Regions from separate parts of the Ovis aries genome. Here region 2 is linked to region 1. The links are chromatin contacts, called in public Hi-C maps. All regions are on one chromosome and are shown on one strand. The core of a region is the stretch at or near the end of the contact, and the rest is flanking DNA. Distances in the headings are between cores, read along the strand shown. Region 1 has its middle 26 kb from the start of PABPC4. Region 2 overlaps NT5C1A (5'-nucleotidase, cytosolic IA).

Evidence for each region. A called contact is a pair of places that touch in the nucleus more often than the background predicts.
Region 2: a Hi-C map of liver shows a contact between it and region 1, with 5 times the contacts expected there. The contact joins two enhancer-like sites. A contact is called at or near these places in 9 of 16 Hi-C or Micro-C datasets (hypothalamus, liver, mesenteric adipose tissue and 4 more).

The regions. Positions count from the first base shown.
Region 1 is chr1:14,242,514-14,249,752 of ARS-UI_Ramb_v3.0, forward strand. No RefSeq gene overlaps it. Among named protein-coding and RNA genes, the nearest start is that of PABPC4, 26 kb to the left of the region's middle. Within about 2 kb of position 3,043, at least 4 of the 54 cell types and tissues checked have an H3K27ac peak or open chromatin away from gene starts, as enhancers often do. A contact at or near this core is called in liver, where this site is marked.
Region 2 is chr1:14,284,544-14,291,782 of ARS-UI_Ramb_v3.0, forward strand. NT5C1A (5'-nucleotidase, cytosolic IA) reads right to left here. Exons shown (of 6, transcript XM_004001830.5): 6 at 3,018-7,239. Among named protein-coding and RNA genes, the nearest start is that of HEYL, 15 kb to the left of the region's middle. Within about 2 kb of position 3,143, at least 6 of the 54 cell types and tissues checked have an H3K27ac peak or open chromatin away from gene starts, as enhancers often do. A contact at or near this core is called in liver, where this site is marked.

The DNA.
Region 1 (7,239 bases), core at 1,793-4,292:
CCAGCCCAGTGTTTCTCATGATATACTCTGCATAGAAGTTAAATAAGCAGGGTGACAATATACAGCCTTGACATACTCCTTTTCCTATTTGGAACCAGTCTGTTTTTCCATGTCCAGTTCTAACTATTGTTTCCTGACCTGCATACAGATTTCTCAAGAGGCAGGTTAAGTGGTCTGGTATTCCCATCTCTTTCAGAATTTTCCACAGTTAATTGTGATCCACACAGTCAAAGGCTTTGGCGTAGTCAATAAAGCAGAAATAGATGTTTTCCTGGAACCCTCTTGCTTTGTCCATGATCCAGCAGATGTTGGCAATTTGATCTCTGGTTTCTCTGCCTTTTCTAAAACCAGCTTGAACATCTGGAAGTTCACGGTTCACATATTGCTGAAGCCTGGTTTGGAGAATTTTGAGCACTACTTTACTATTGTGTGAGATGGAGTGCCATTGTGCGGTAGTTTGAGCATTCTTTGGCATTGCCTTTCTTTGGGATTGGAATGAAAACTGACCTTTTCCAGTCCTGTGACCACTGCTGAGTTTTCCAAATTTGCTGGCATATTGAGTGCAGCACTTTCACAGCATCATCTTTCAGGATTTGAAACAGCTCAACTGGAATTCCATCACCTCCACTAGCTTTGTTAGGTCTACGCTATTTAGGGACTGTGTTTCACATAGAAGGTATGAGTTATTTTGACTGACCACTAGAGGGCAGTGATTGACTGAAAACGGGCGGTGGTGGTGTTCGTGCGGTGTCGAAAGGACTCCTTTGGACCCTGTGGACTGGAGCACACCAGGCTCCTGCCTTCCACTGTCTCCCGGAGTTTGCTCAAATTTATGACCATTGAGTCGACGTGAAAAACAGGTCCAGTATAATAAAATGGCTGAAACAGCAAACGCTTGGTAGATTTTCCCGTTTGGGCGCATAAGACCCTGAGATTTAGAGAAGATAAGAAACCTATTCAAACCTTGTATTCTAGTTCACAGAAAATCTGCCATTTTACCCTACTTCTGTCTGATTCTAAACTTCATTGTTTCTGCTGTGGTTGCAATAATAACTCATTCATTTTTTTTTCATTTATTAATTCATTCATTTGAGAGCAATATAGCAGAGTGGCTAAGAAGTCAGTATCTGGAGTCAGCTATCTGGTAAAATTCTGGCCTCAACACATACTAGCAAGCACTATAAGAGTTCTGTGCTTCATTTTCTATATCTGTCTATGGGGATATTAAGATTTGCTCATGAAACTATGGCAAAAATGAATTGAGATGGTATGTGGAAAGTATTTTTGAAACAGTGTCTGGCACTTAGTAAATACTTTAGCTACTGTTATTATTAACTCAGCAAATATTTATTAAGTGGCTCCTGCGTTCTAATACTACCACCATTGTAGGTACCAAGGATGGAGCAACCACACACATGCACACACAGACCTCCCTGCCTCCTGAAGCTTACACTCGAGGGAGGGAGATGAATAATCAACAAAATGAGACAGAGTTTGTATTTGTCTTAGCATAAGCAATGAAGATGGCCAAAAATAGAGCATGGAAGGGGACAGAGCATGGGGCTTGAGGCGGACTTGCAGTTGAAAGTGGGGCTGTCAGGTATTTCCCTGGTGGTATAGTGGGTAAGAATCCACTTGTCGATGCAGGGGACGTGGGTTTGATCCCTAGTCCAGGAAAATCCCACATGTTGCAGAGCATCTAAGCCCATGCACCACAACTACTGAGCCTGCGTGCTGCAACTCCTGAAGCCCATGCGCCTAGAGGCTGTGCTCTGCAGCAAGAGAAGCCACCGTAATGAGAAGCCCATGCACCACGGTGAAGAGTAGCCTCTGCTCGCCACAACTCGAGAAAGCCTTCTCACAGCAAAGAAGACTCAGGACAGCCAAAAAATGGTCTGCATCAAAAAAAATCTTTGATAAATAAATAAAATAGGACTGTTAGAGAAGGCTTCATCGAAGTGATATATATACAGCAAAAAACAGAGGAAGAGAGTGGGCCAACTTCTGGATGTCTGGGAGCCATGTGGACGTCTGGAAGTCAAGCATTTGGGCAGAGAGAATGTCTCCAAGGAGTGGCAAAGAGGCCAGGGTAGCAAAAGATGGAGGGCGATGGGGCGAATACTATGACATGGAACCGGAGGTGAGGTGGGGAAATAGGGAGACAATCTTGTAGGGCCTTGAAGCCTGCCAAGCGCTTTGGACTTTAGGTGGGCTAAGACGTTGTTAGGTTCTGGGCAAACGGGGGGGCCTCATCTGATTTCTGTGTTCCAAGCCTCCTGCATTTGCTGTTCGGGGAATGGACTGCAGGGCAAATGGAGGCAGGGAGCCCAGGGAACAGGCCACCGCAGAGATCCGGGGAAAGAGATAGAGAGGCACTGAGGGCTTGGACGGGAGGATAAAGGTGCTGGAGGTGCTGGTGGTGAGACGTGGCCAGATTCTGGATCTGTTCTGATGACAGAGCTGATAGGATTTGCTGACAGATCCAATGTGGGCTGTGAAAGAGGTATCAAGGACAACTCCAGGAACTGTAGCCTGAACAACTAGCAGGACAGAAGTATCATATCCTGGGACCTTGAGGATTCAGGGAGGATAGTGTCAGGGACGGGGGGCAGGGTGGGAATCAGGAGTTTGGCTTTGCGCCTGTTAGTTTGGATGCTTCTTAGACACTTGGCTGTTGGGGATCTGAATCTGGACTTTAAGGGCCCGGGCTGGCGATGTGGTTCTGGCGGCTTTGAGCTGGCTCCGCCCACGACCACCCAGGGAGGCTGGTGGAGCTCTGCCTGGGACTGGGGCCGAGGTTCTCCACTCAGAACCTCAAGCCTGGGTTGTGTCCTAGGGAGCCTGCTGCAGCCCCCATACCTCCCAACAAGGGGTCTTCAACAGAAGCACCCACTCCATAAGAGTGAGTAACACCCGGGCCTCCTGTTCACTGCATGGGGTCATCGCACTGCAGGTCACAGTTCACAGATGACAGGAACAAGCCCCAAGCCCAGTTAGCCATTAACCCAGCCCTGAGTAAGAGCCAAGTGGACAGGCCTCATTTCCTCACGCAAGGTGGTTAGTCCAGGGAAGGCACCTTATATGCCAACCTCAGTTAATTAGGTTCAGCCCAGGGTAGCACTGTCTTAACAAGGGGAAGGCATGTGATGATTGATTAGCAATGTCTGCCATGGAGACAGGATCAGAGAGTGGTTGCTCGTGTACCAGATATTTGTTATTCCTGATCTACCTGCAAATACTCACAGGTTTTTGCTTGAAAGGACCTGTTGGACCACCATGTAGTGTGGTCAGCCAGCCAGCTTCTTAGGTTGAGTGAGAAGCTTTCAGTCCTTCTTGAATCAAACAGAAAGAGCCCCTAGAGACAATACCTGTCACAGTTTCACTCACCCCACCAGCTATGTAATGAGGGCCTCTCCGCAGCTCTTTGAACTGAATCAGAGATTCACCTTCACAAACAGAATTTGAGGTCCTGGTGAGGATGTGGCTGGAAACCACAGCCTCACAGCTGTCATTCTTAGTGGGCCAGTGACCTCAATGAATGAGAGGGCCGTGGTTTTTTTTTTTTTTTTTTTTCTCTTAAGCAGAAACACATCTTTCACCCCTAAGAAAGTTAAAAATTAAGTTCTGCTACCTGGATGGAACTTTCTCTTTTAGAGAGTAGCTGATGTGGGTATACAACTTAGCTAAGGAAGATTTAGGATTAAGCGCATGTGTGGGTGCTAAGTCGTTCAGTCATGTCTGACTCTTTGCAACCCTATGGACTGTAGCCCATCAGGCTTCTCTGTCCATTGAATTCTCCAAGCAAGAATATTGGAGTGGGTTGTCATGCCCTTCTTCAGGGGATCTTCCTGACTCAGGGATTGAACCTGTGTCTCTTAAGTCTCCTGCATTGGCGGGGGGTTCTTTACCACTAGTGCCACTTGGGAAGCCCCTTAGGATTAAGTAAGTACAGCATGCTAAACAAGAATTAAAACTCGAGTATTGTTAGTAACATTTCTGTTTAAAAAAGAACTCTCCATACATTTAGCTTCATATATAAATAGATTTTTAAGAGAACTTAAGGCTCATCATATTTATAAGTCGGATTTATTAGATTTATAAGAATGAAACTTTAGGAAGTCTTTGTTTATATCAGGCAAATGAGATACTGAAAAAGGAAATCAAAGCTATTCATTTATAAATGTACTTAAACGTTTGAAGAGGCAAGTTTGTAGGAAGTCCCTTAATAACACTTACTAAAATCTGCCAGATTCTCAAACATGATTTGTAGGCTGAGTTTTAAAGGTTAAGAAAGAACTAGTGTTTTGAATTAGTAACGTTAATGAATAGAAACATATTGTGTACTCCCAAAATAAACTTCTAAATAATCTTTTTGTATTCTCAGAGAACAACTCAAATGATCATCAACAGGTGAACGAATCAACCAACTGTGGTCCATACCTGCAGTGGAATACTACAGCCCTAAACAGGAAGAACGGAGAAGGCGATGGCACCCCACTCCAGTACTCTTGCCTGGAAAATCCCATGGACGGAGGAGCCTGGTGGGCTGCGGTCCATGGGGTCGCTGAGAGTTGGACACGACTCAGTGACTTCACTTTCCCTTTTCACTTTCATGCTTTGGAGAAGGAAATGGCAACCCACTCCAGTCAGTGTTCTTGCCTGGAGAATCCCAGGGACGGCGGAGCCTGGTGAGCTGCCGTCTCTGGAGTCGCATAGAGTCGGACACGACTGAAGCGACTTAGCAGCAGCAGCAGCAGCAGCAAAGAGGAAGGAACAGCTGATTGACAGAACTTGATGACTCTCTAGAGCATGATATGAAGAGAAGGAAGCCAGACTCAAAAGGTTATACACTGTACAATTCCATTTATATGAAAATTGTTTAAAAGGCACAAATGTAGTGATGGAAAGCAGATCAGTGATGGCCAGGAGCTAGAGTAGGAGGAGGTGATTGACTTCATAGCAGTAAGTAGAAGGGAACTTTTTGGGTGACAGAAATGTTCTGTGCTGCAATTGTGGTGATTACCTGCAGGTATACATTGTTAAGCCTTACTGAATTGTACATTTTAAATTTTATCAGATGTAAATTATACCTCCATACTGTTGACTTTAGAAAATACTATGATTCTCAAGGTCACCTAAAAGCTCCATATTCAACGTGAGGGATGAAGCAGGACCACCATTTCTTTTTTTGGTTCTTTTTCTTTTGTTTTGAGGGGATCATCTTCTGATGATGGTTCAGGTAGGGCAATGAGGTTGTGAGGAGAGAGACCAAGTAATACTGTAGTTATCTTGAAAAGCCTGGTGCAAGAGCTGATTATGAAACAAACTGAGGTTTCTGATTATGAAACAAATCAAACCAATGGCTTTTCTAGTTGGTTGAATGACTCTTTTTTAGCAGGTGTAAGACAGGCAGGATGTTGGTTGTAACCAAGATTCAGGTCTTGCCTGGTGTGTTAATTATCTATTGTTGTGTAACAGTGACCACAAACTTAGTGCATTAAACAATATACACTTCTTATCTCAAGGTTCTGTAAGTGGGAAGTCCTGGCATGACTTAGCTGGGTCCTCTGCTCAGTGTCTTAGGAAGATGAAATCATGATGTTGGCTGGGCTCATCTGGAGGCTCTCCTGGGGGAAAATGCACTTTCAACCTCATTCAGGTTGTTGGCAGAATTCATCCTGTGATGAATGATGGAGTCCTAGCTGTTTGCTGGCAGTCAGCAGAAGGCCACCCCCGAGGCCCTAGAGACCACTTACAGCTCCAAAGTGGCCACTTACTTCATCAAACCTGCAAGGAGAGCCTCTCCAGCTGGTTAAGACAGACCCCCCCCCCCTTTTCTTTTTTCAGTAAGTTGTGAGCATCACTTTACGGCTGGAAAGCCCTACAGTAATCATCCAGTTTAAGCTCAAAGAAATTGAGGTCCACAAAACTTAACAGATTTAACCATGGGTAGCAAAAATGAAACTAGAATTTAAATTAATCGATTCCTAGTCCAGGCATCTTTTTAACCAGACCAAATTACTTCCTATATTTGCTTCATTGTTTAAATGAGAATGGCAATCAGCCAATAAACACTATTCATATTATTTAAACATAATAGTCTCCTTAATATTGACCAATATTCTCCCATTTTCTGGAATATCAGCCAAAATAGGGAAAAAAAAATACCAGTAATAATAGTGAGTGCCTTCTACTTGCTGGGCCTATAGAATCTTCACTAATCTTCACATAAAACACAGATGAACAGATAGAGAAGATGTGATGTATGTATGCCGCTGCTGCTAAGTCGCTTCAGTCATGTCTGACTCTGTGCCACCCCAGAGATGGCACCTCACCAGGCTCCCCCGTCCCTGGGATTCTCCAGGCAAGAACACTGGAGTGGGTTGCCATTTCCTTCTCCAAAGCATGAAAGTGAAAAGTGAAAGTGAAGTTGCTCAGTCACGTCCAACTCTTAGCGACCCCATGGACTGCAGCCCACCAGGCTCCTCCATCCATGGGATTTTCCAGGCAAGAATACTGGAGCGGGGTGCCTCTGCTTTCTCTATCTATATATACATATATGCATATATACACATATATTCCATTGTAGATATATATATATCTACAATGGAATATTACTCAACCATAAAAAAGAATGAAATTTGCAGCAACATGGATAAACCTGGACATTATCATATTACTGTTTTTTTTTGGCTGTGTCACACAGCATACAGGATTTTAGTTTCCCAACCAGGTATAGAACCCATACCGTCTGCATTGGAAGCTTGGAGTCTTAATCACTGGACAACCAGGGAAGAGATTATCATATTAAGTGAAGTAAGACAGAGAAAGACAAATTTCATACAATATCACTTAAATATGGAATCTAAAAAAGTGATACAGATTAACTTATTTACAAAACAGAAACAACCTCACAGATAGAAAAATAAACTTATGGTTGCCAAAGAAGGAGGGGAAGGAAGGATAAGTCAGGAGTTTGGGGTTAGCAGATAAAAGCTACTATATATAAAATAAACAACAAGGTCCTACGGTATAGCACAGGGAACTATATTCAATATCCTGTAATAAATCATAATGGAAAAGAATATGAAAAAAAAATATATATAACTGAATTAGTTTGCTATACACCAAAAACCAACACTGTCAATCAACTATACTTCAGTTTTTTAAAAAAGTGAAAAAAAAAGAGTTATATAAGGTAAGGTAATCATGGGAGTGACACCCACCACTTTTGCCATA
Region 2 (7,239 bases), core at 1,893-4,392, 42 kb after region 1:
AAGCTCTGCAACTGACTAACTACGGACCTCTAGTGAGTTAACTTACTTCTCTGAGCCCTAGTTTCCTCATCTGTAAAATGAGGATAAAAATAGTAACTGCTGCATATGATTATTGTGAGGATGAAATGAATTGATTTGGATTAAGTGCTTGTTTAATTTTTCAGTCACACCACACAGCATGTGAAATCTTAGTTCCCTGACCAGGGATCGAACCTGTGTCCCCTGCAGTGGAAGCACAGAGTCTTAACGTTGGACCACCAGAGAAGTCCCTGGATTAAGTGTTTAGAACAGAGTCTATTCTGTTCACTGTTAAGATGTGAATTTGTGATTTTATTTCTTGACTGATCTGTTTATAAAGTTTAAAAAAAATAATTTATGAGCAAGTGAAACTGGCCACCAATAAGAAAAAAAAAATACACATAGCTCTCAGGTCTTAGAAGAGCTTCGCAAGTGGAAAAGGGAAAGAATAGAGGAGGAGAAAGAAGTGTGTCCCTGATTTCTCCGTCCATTGCTCCTCCTCTTTCTGTTCTAAGCCACAGTTCCATCTCAACCATGTTGTGGGGGTTTTGCTCCCAAATCTAGTCTAAGATCATGTCAGAAAATAGAAGATTCAGTTCTGGCACCAGAGGGTTGAGTCTGTTCATCCAAGGTCCTAGCAGGAAAGGACCAGCCCCTCCCCACCCCTGCCCTTCCACTCACCTTAGATATGGTCCATTGGGTACAAACCGGTGTGAGCAGCTCCAGCACCACTAGCCTCGTGGACACTGTAAAAACTTCACAGTGAGACCAAGACATCTCCGAACACAGAGTTTCCATGACGTTCCTAAGTAGGTTACCCCAGGGCTCCTGAATGAGTCTGCTGGGCAGGAGTTATAAAGAAGGACCTTATCCCTGGTGACTGGGTGGGTGGGGGTGGGAAGTGGGGACTTCAGGTTGGAGAATTGAGGAAGCACATTTGGGTCTAGTCAATTTTTTTTTTAAGTTTCCTTTTTAAAATTTATTATTTTTTTAAAAAATTTGTGTCTAGTTTTAGCCAGAGGCAAGAAAATAGCTATGATAAACACAGAGGCCCCTAGTTATTCTAGGCTGAAGAGGGTATAGTAACACAAGGGAGTCAGCTTCAGAAAGCCCGATTATCTCCGCTCCCAAGTGTTTCACACCGTTGTGTGAACCTTTCTCACACTAGATCAAGTTGGTCTTTGTGATCAATAGACTATGGTAGAAGTGATACTATGTCACTTCTGAGGTGAGGTCATAAAAGACAGCTTTTCAAATTTGGGGCTGTGCCTGGTCTTCATTGCAGTGTGCTGACCTGTGGAACATGGGCACGAGGGCGCGTGGGCTTAGTTGCCTGTGGCATGCGGGATCTTAGTTCCCCGATCAGGGATTGGACCCATACTCCCTACATTGGAAGGCAGATTCTTAACCACTGGACCATCAGAGAAGTCCCATAAGGTAGTTTTTAAGAGCAGATTTGCTTTACTCTCTCTTGGATTACTCTAGGGGAAGCAAACAGCTATGTTGTGAGAACGCTCAGGCACCCTGTGGCAAGGGATTGCGAGCACCAGCCAATAGCCATACAAGTGCGTCATCTTTTGAGCATTTCCTCCAGCTTCCCTGGTGGTGCAGAGGTTAAAGCGTCCGCCTGCAACGTGGGAGACCTGGGTTCGATCCCTGGGTCTGGAAGATCCCCTGGAGAAGGAAATGGCAACCCAGTCCAGTATTCTTGCCTGGAGAATCCCATGGACAGAGGAGCTTGGTGGGCTACAGTCCATGGGTCGCAAAGAGTCAGGCACGACTGAGCAACTTCACTTCACTTCTCCATCCCCAGTCAAGCCTTCAGATGATGGCAGCCCGGCTGATAGCTCAGTAAGAACCTCACGAGACACTCTGAGCAAGAACCACGCAGCTGGGCTGCTCCTGAATTCCTGCCGCATGGACACTGTGAGATAATAAATGTTTGTTGTGTTAAGCAGCTAAGTACTGGGGTAATTTGTTACATAGCAACAGATAAACTAATCTGCCATAAGATTCTCGTGCCTTTGGTTTCCTTTTGAGAAGAGATAGTCAAAATACTTTACAACCAGTTCAGAAACAACCTCGACTGCAAACAGCTGGCCCAGTCCCATCAGCCCTGAGTTCAGCCATGGGCATGTTGATTGACAGCTACTCAGGCTGGAAGATCCCCAAACCGAAGCTGAAGATGCTCTGTTGGGCTATGGGGGAAAGAAGCGTGGACCTAAATACTGTTCAAGGGAGGAAGTGATCTGTCCCTCGATACACAGAGTTTTGAGGGAGCCTAGCTGAGAAAGTTGTGTTTGAGATTAGCCTGGACGCCTCCGCAGATAGAGTTGCAAAGGTGAGTGCAGCAGAAATGAAGGTGGTGGATGGAGTGGAAGAGAGGTACCCTAGGCCGGGTGGGCTGTGGGCGGGGGCGGAGGTGCTGGAGGACAGATGACTGGGGGCCGAGGCTGGAATCTGAGTCCCTCCCTTCCTTCTGCCGCTCACATGCTCTCTTAGCGCCTCTTCTTCCTCCCACTCCGTCCCCTCCCTGCCACTTGGTAGTTTCAGATGGGGATATTGGGTCCACACCGAGAGCACTGCTGGAGGAAGCTGGCCTTCTGATGGGCTCACACCATCTCCCTGGAAGTTGGCATTCAAGTGGGTGGGGAGAGTCCATGGAAAGGCACTGATACTCAAGGATGGAACAGATACCAGGCCTGCTCACTCCATGGGTCCTCACTGGCATTTCTTTGTTTAATCTTTTAAAAGCGTTGGCTGCACTGGGTCTTCCTTGCAGAGTGCAGGCTCTCTAGCTGTGGTGTGCAGGCTTCGTTGCTCCGAGCAGCATGTGGAATCTTAGTTCCTGATCAGGGGTCGAACCTGCGTCCCCTACATTGGAAGGCAGATTCTTTACACTGGATCACCAGGGGAGTCCCTCTATTGGCATTCCTTGAAGGGACCCTGAGCCAGTTGGTGAGAACAATTGTGAGGGGGCGACAAGCAGGCAACGTAAGTTTATTTTAAAAGTCCTCTGTTTATTTGAATGGCTTTTAAGAAGCAGAAGGCCAGATTGTAACACTAGGAGTAGGACAAGCATGAGCAGTGAGAGGAGCCCACGCCAGCAAGCACAGAGCACCCTTTCTTGCATGACTGGGTAAACGCTACAGAGCCAGACAGGGCTGGGGCCTGCAGAGGGCTGAGGGCAGGCCACGGAGGGGCCATGCTGGGAAACGCACCAGCGGTCTCACCCCCAGGCCAGGGAAGTCCCACAGAGGATGAAACACAGGCTCCACCTGTTTAAGGAGGCACTTACAGGTCTACCATGGAAAGCAACCGAGACAAGCCAGGTTATAAGGATGGCCAGGATAGCCCATGTTTGCAAAAGACTGAAGTAGACCTATCAGAAACAAATGGTATAAAATAGGGCTTCTGACAGGTAGACACAAGCCCACTATGTGTAGAGGTTTCATTTTAAATCTTCTTCTAAATTGGGGGTACCAAGATGTTGGTGAGTAGAAATTAGAGCTTAAGGATATGGGCTTCCCTGGTGGCTTGAATGGTAAAGAACTTGCCTGCAATGCAGGAGACCTGGGTTCGATCCTTGTGTGGGGAAGATCCCCTGGAGTAGGAAATAGCAACCCATTCCAGTACGCTTGCCTGATGAATTCCATGGACAGAGGCGCCGAGCAGGCTACAGTCCATAGGGTCACAGAGCTGGACACGACTGGACGACTAACACTTCTACTAGAACGTCAGGATATGTGTGTGTGCAAGCTAAGTTGCTCCAGTTGTGTCCAACTCTGTGTGACCCTATGGAGTAGAGCCTGCCAGGCTCCTCTGTCCGTGGGAGAATACTGTCCAGGCAAGAATACTGGAGCGGTTTGCCATGTCCTCCTCCACGGGATCTTCCTGACCCAGGGATCAAACCTGTGTCTCTTATGTCTCCTGCATTGGTAGACGGGTTCTTTACCACTAGCGCCACCTGGGAAGCCCAGAGATGTGTGTACTGTTAATAAAGGAGTTTATGTGTACACAGTTTAAAACACACAAAGGTATGAACCAGGTTATCTCCAGGGTCTCTTAAAGATCCAAAGCTCTGTGAGTCTGAGTATTATATCTTCATACTCTTAATTACTCGTTTCTGAAAAACCCAATTCACCAAGCCTGGGTCAGAGGGTGCAAACTGGAAACTCAAAGGCTGGATTTGGCCTGTAAGATGTGTTTTATTTGGCACGCACAGTGTTTTCTAAATTCATAATAGCTGCCAACATTTAAAAGTCCAAATTTCTAGCTTCTCTTGGAAAATGGGGAGGAATATTTGGCAACAGCAGCCCACATTCCCACACAGCAGCAACCGTGTCAGACGACAGTATCTGTGTTCCCCATTTTGCTACAGTCCTTGCTTAATCCTCTTGCTCATTCATGTCTCCTGCCTGGCCCTCGGAGGCATCAGAGTCTGTGGCCTGGCCCAGACGTCCAGTCTATAGTGACCTCATCATTTTCTATCTGATGAAGCTACACGCCCAGCCTTGAGGCTTCTACCCTAATTCCATAGCAGACCCATCTTAACAGTTGGCCCATGAAGATGTTTTTACCTGCAGGCCAGGAGTGTGGAAGTCAGGACTCCTGTCTGCAGAGTTTTGGTTTGTGACCGAAAAGTTGCCAGCCATATTTCATTTTCATAAACTGAATCCAAAGCCCTCTTGGGGATGACCCATCAGATACTTCCTGATCAAGGCCAAGGGTAAGTCCCTTCTGGATCAGACCAGAACACCCAAGTGGAGGACAGTCCCAGTCTAGGCCAGGCAGGACCAGGAGGGCAGGGAAGAAGGCAGCTTTCCTAGCTATGGCCATGAGATGACCAGGGGAGCTGGGTACTGTTAGCAGCTTTTATAGATGCCTAGGAGGTATCACTCACAGTGTGAATGGCTCCATCTGCATTTGTGCAGTGCACAATCTGCCCGAAGGTATATGCTGGCCTCAGGACTGTCAAGAGAAGGGAAGAAATAAATGTAGATGGTGAGGCAGGTGCATTCAGGAGTGATTCTACCACTTTGTCTCTAAGGCTGCAGGGATGAAGGGTGGGAGGCAGAGGGTGAGGAGCCAAGACCTTGTTGGCCAGAGAATAGAAGCTGGAGAAATAGATAAGGGGCCTGGCCTCAGAGGGCCCCACGCTGCACATGTGAAAACGCCCATGAGATGACAGGAAGAGCCAGGACTAGTCCCAGGAAGCAGGGCTGGCCATCAGTATACCCAGGACCCTTGGTTAACAGAGATAACCATCCTGTACACACACACACACACACACACACACACATTCAGTCATTAGCAGAGTAATCTGCCCCATTATACACACCCACAAAACATTATACAAACCCACAAAACCACAACATGCACAAAAAGCCTGCACATGTGCAGTTTTTGTCCTGTTGCACGTGCATATGTGTGTTCATACACACCATCACAGTGGTTGTTGGTAAGAGCAGCTAATCACAAAGGTACGTTCAACGAACATCTTCAAAGCACCCAAAGTCCTTTTTGACTAAGCTACTTGCAGGAGTCCAGCACAGCACCAAGTAACAGGGAAGGAGAGAAAAATAATCAGCAAAGAAAACCAGAAACTACGGCCAGCAGCAGAGTGTTGGCCTGCAGTGCCCCCTACTGGTAGGAGGGGCATTTGTACTTTGCTTGAAGACGGTGAAACCTGAGACACTGCTTCTCAGGCACCTCTTCTTTTATTTTTTAAAAATTACTTTATTTCAATTTTGGCTGCACCAGGTCTTCTCTAGTTGTGGGGAGTGGGGGATACTCTCTAGTTGTGATGCGCCGGCTTCTTATCGCGGTGGCTCCTCTTGTTGCAGAGCACAGCTCTAGGGCATGCAAGCTCAGTAGCTGCCGCCCGCAGGCCTTAGAGTGCAGGCTCAGTAGTTCCGGCGCATGGGCGTAGGTGACCCACAGCATGTGAAATCTTCCCAGACCAAGGATCGAACCTGTGTCCCCTTCATTGGCAGGCAGATTCTCAACCATTGGACCACCAGGGAAGTCCTCAGGCACCCCTTCTAAGGAAGCTGCCAACACAGGATGCCATTCTCCGTCCTCTCCCCGCCTCCCTCCTCTCACCTAGCCAGGTGAGACCCTAGCATCCTCAGAGTTGCAGCACAGCATCAGAGAACAAACATTCAGGGCCTTGCACACCCCCCTGGAGAGCAATATCCACCACCAATAGGGATGGCAAAACAGGTTTTTCATCTTTCGTGTCAACTCCAGCTCACCAGTGGTGGCTGCCTAGAATGCTGGGTTGAGAAGGCTTCTGAAGCCAGGTCTGCGCTTAGCACTGAAGGGTATTCTTCTACTGTGGCACAGTGCCAGCAACCATGGCAGTAAGCACCACTTGCCGTTCCCTAAATCTCCAGATTTCTCCTGACCTACAATTCCAGCATGAGGATATGTATGTCTGTGACCCTCTCACAACCACAGGAAAACTGTCATTCCAGCTTTCACCTGAGTTTTATCTTACTTGATCAGTAACTTCTGAGCCAGCTGAAATTCTCCCTGGAATCCTCTCTGTGAAGAGTTATTTCTTGCTTCCACAGACAGCATGTGGATGACTTGTTAGATCAAGGTCCTTAAGTCAACAGGGGGGACTTCACTTTATCCCAAACTAATATTTACCTAAGGCCCATCTATTTACCAGCACTTATCACTTCTCAAGAAACTCCTCAGGGGGCACTCATGAGCTGAGAACCACACGGCTGTGCTGAGCAGATACAAGCCAGCCAGCTGGGCTCAGCTTTAGCCAGGGGTCCTGTTCCCTGCCCCTCACCCAGCAATCAAATCATATGTGTGCATCGAAATTCCAAATTACTATGTGCCATGGCACTTGAAAACAGACCTTGAAATCTTCAGTCCTCAGATGCTAAGGGCCTACAGTGTTTAGCATCAAGATTCTCAATGCCTACAACCCCTGATGATGCCTGCAGATGGGCACAGAACCCACTCCGGCTGCCCCCCTCTGCAACCTAGCCAGCCTCTGCCTCTGAATGCTTAGGTGGATGTAAGCTGGTCTCTCCCACGAGGAGTAGGCCAGGGATGTTTGCCTTAACTCAGGGGTCAGCAAACTCTTTCCACAAAGACCCAGAGGAAAATTTTCAGCTCCTTGGTTTCTGTTGAAGCAATTCAACTCTCTTGCTGTAGTTCAAATGCTGAAGACGTATGTAAACAAATGGGCATGGCTAT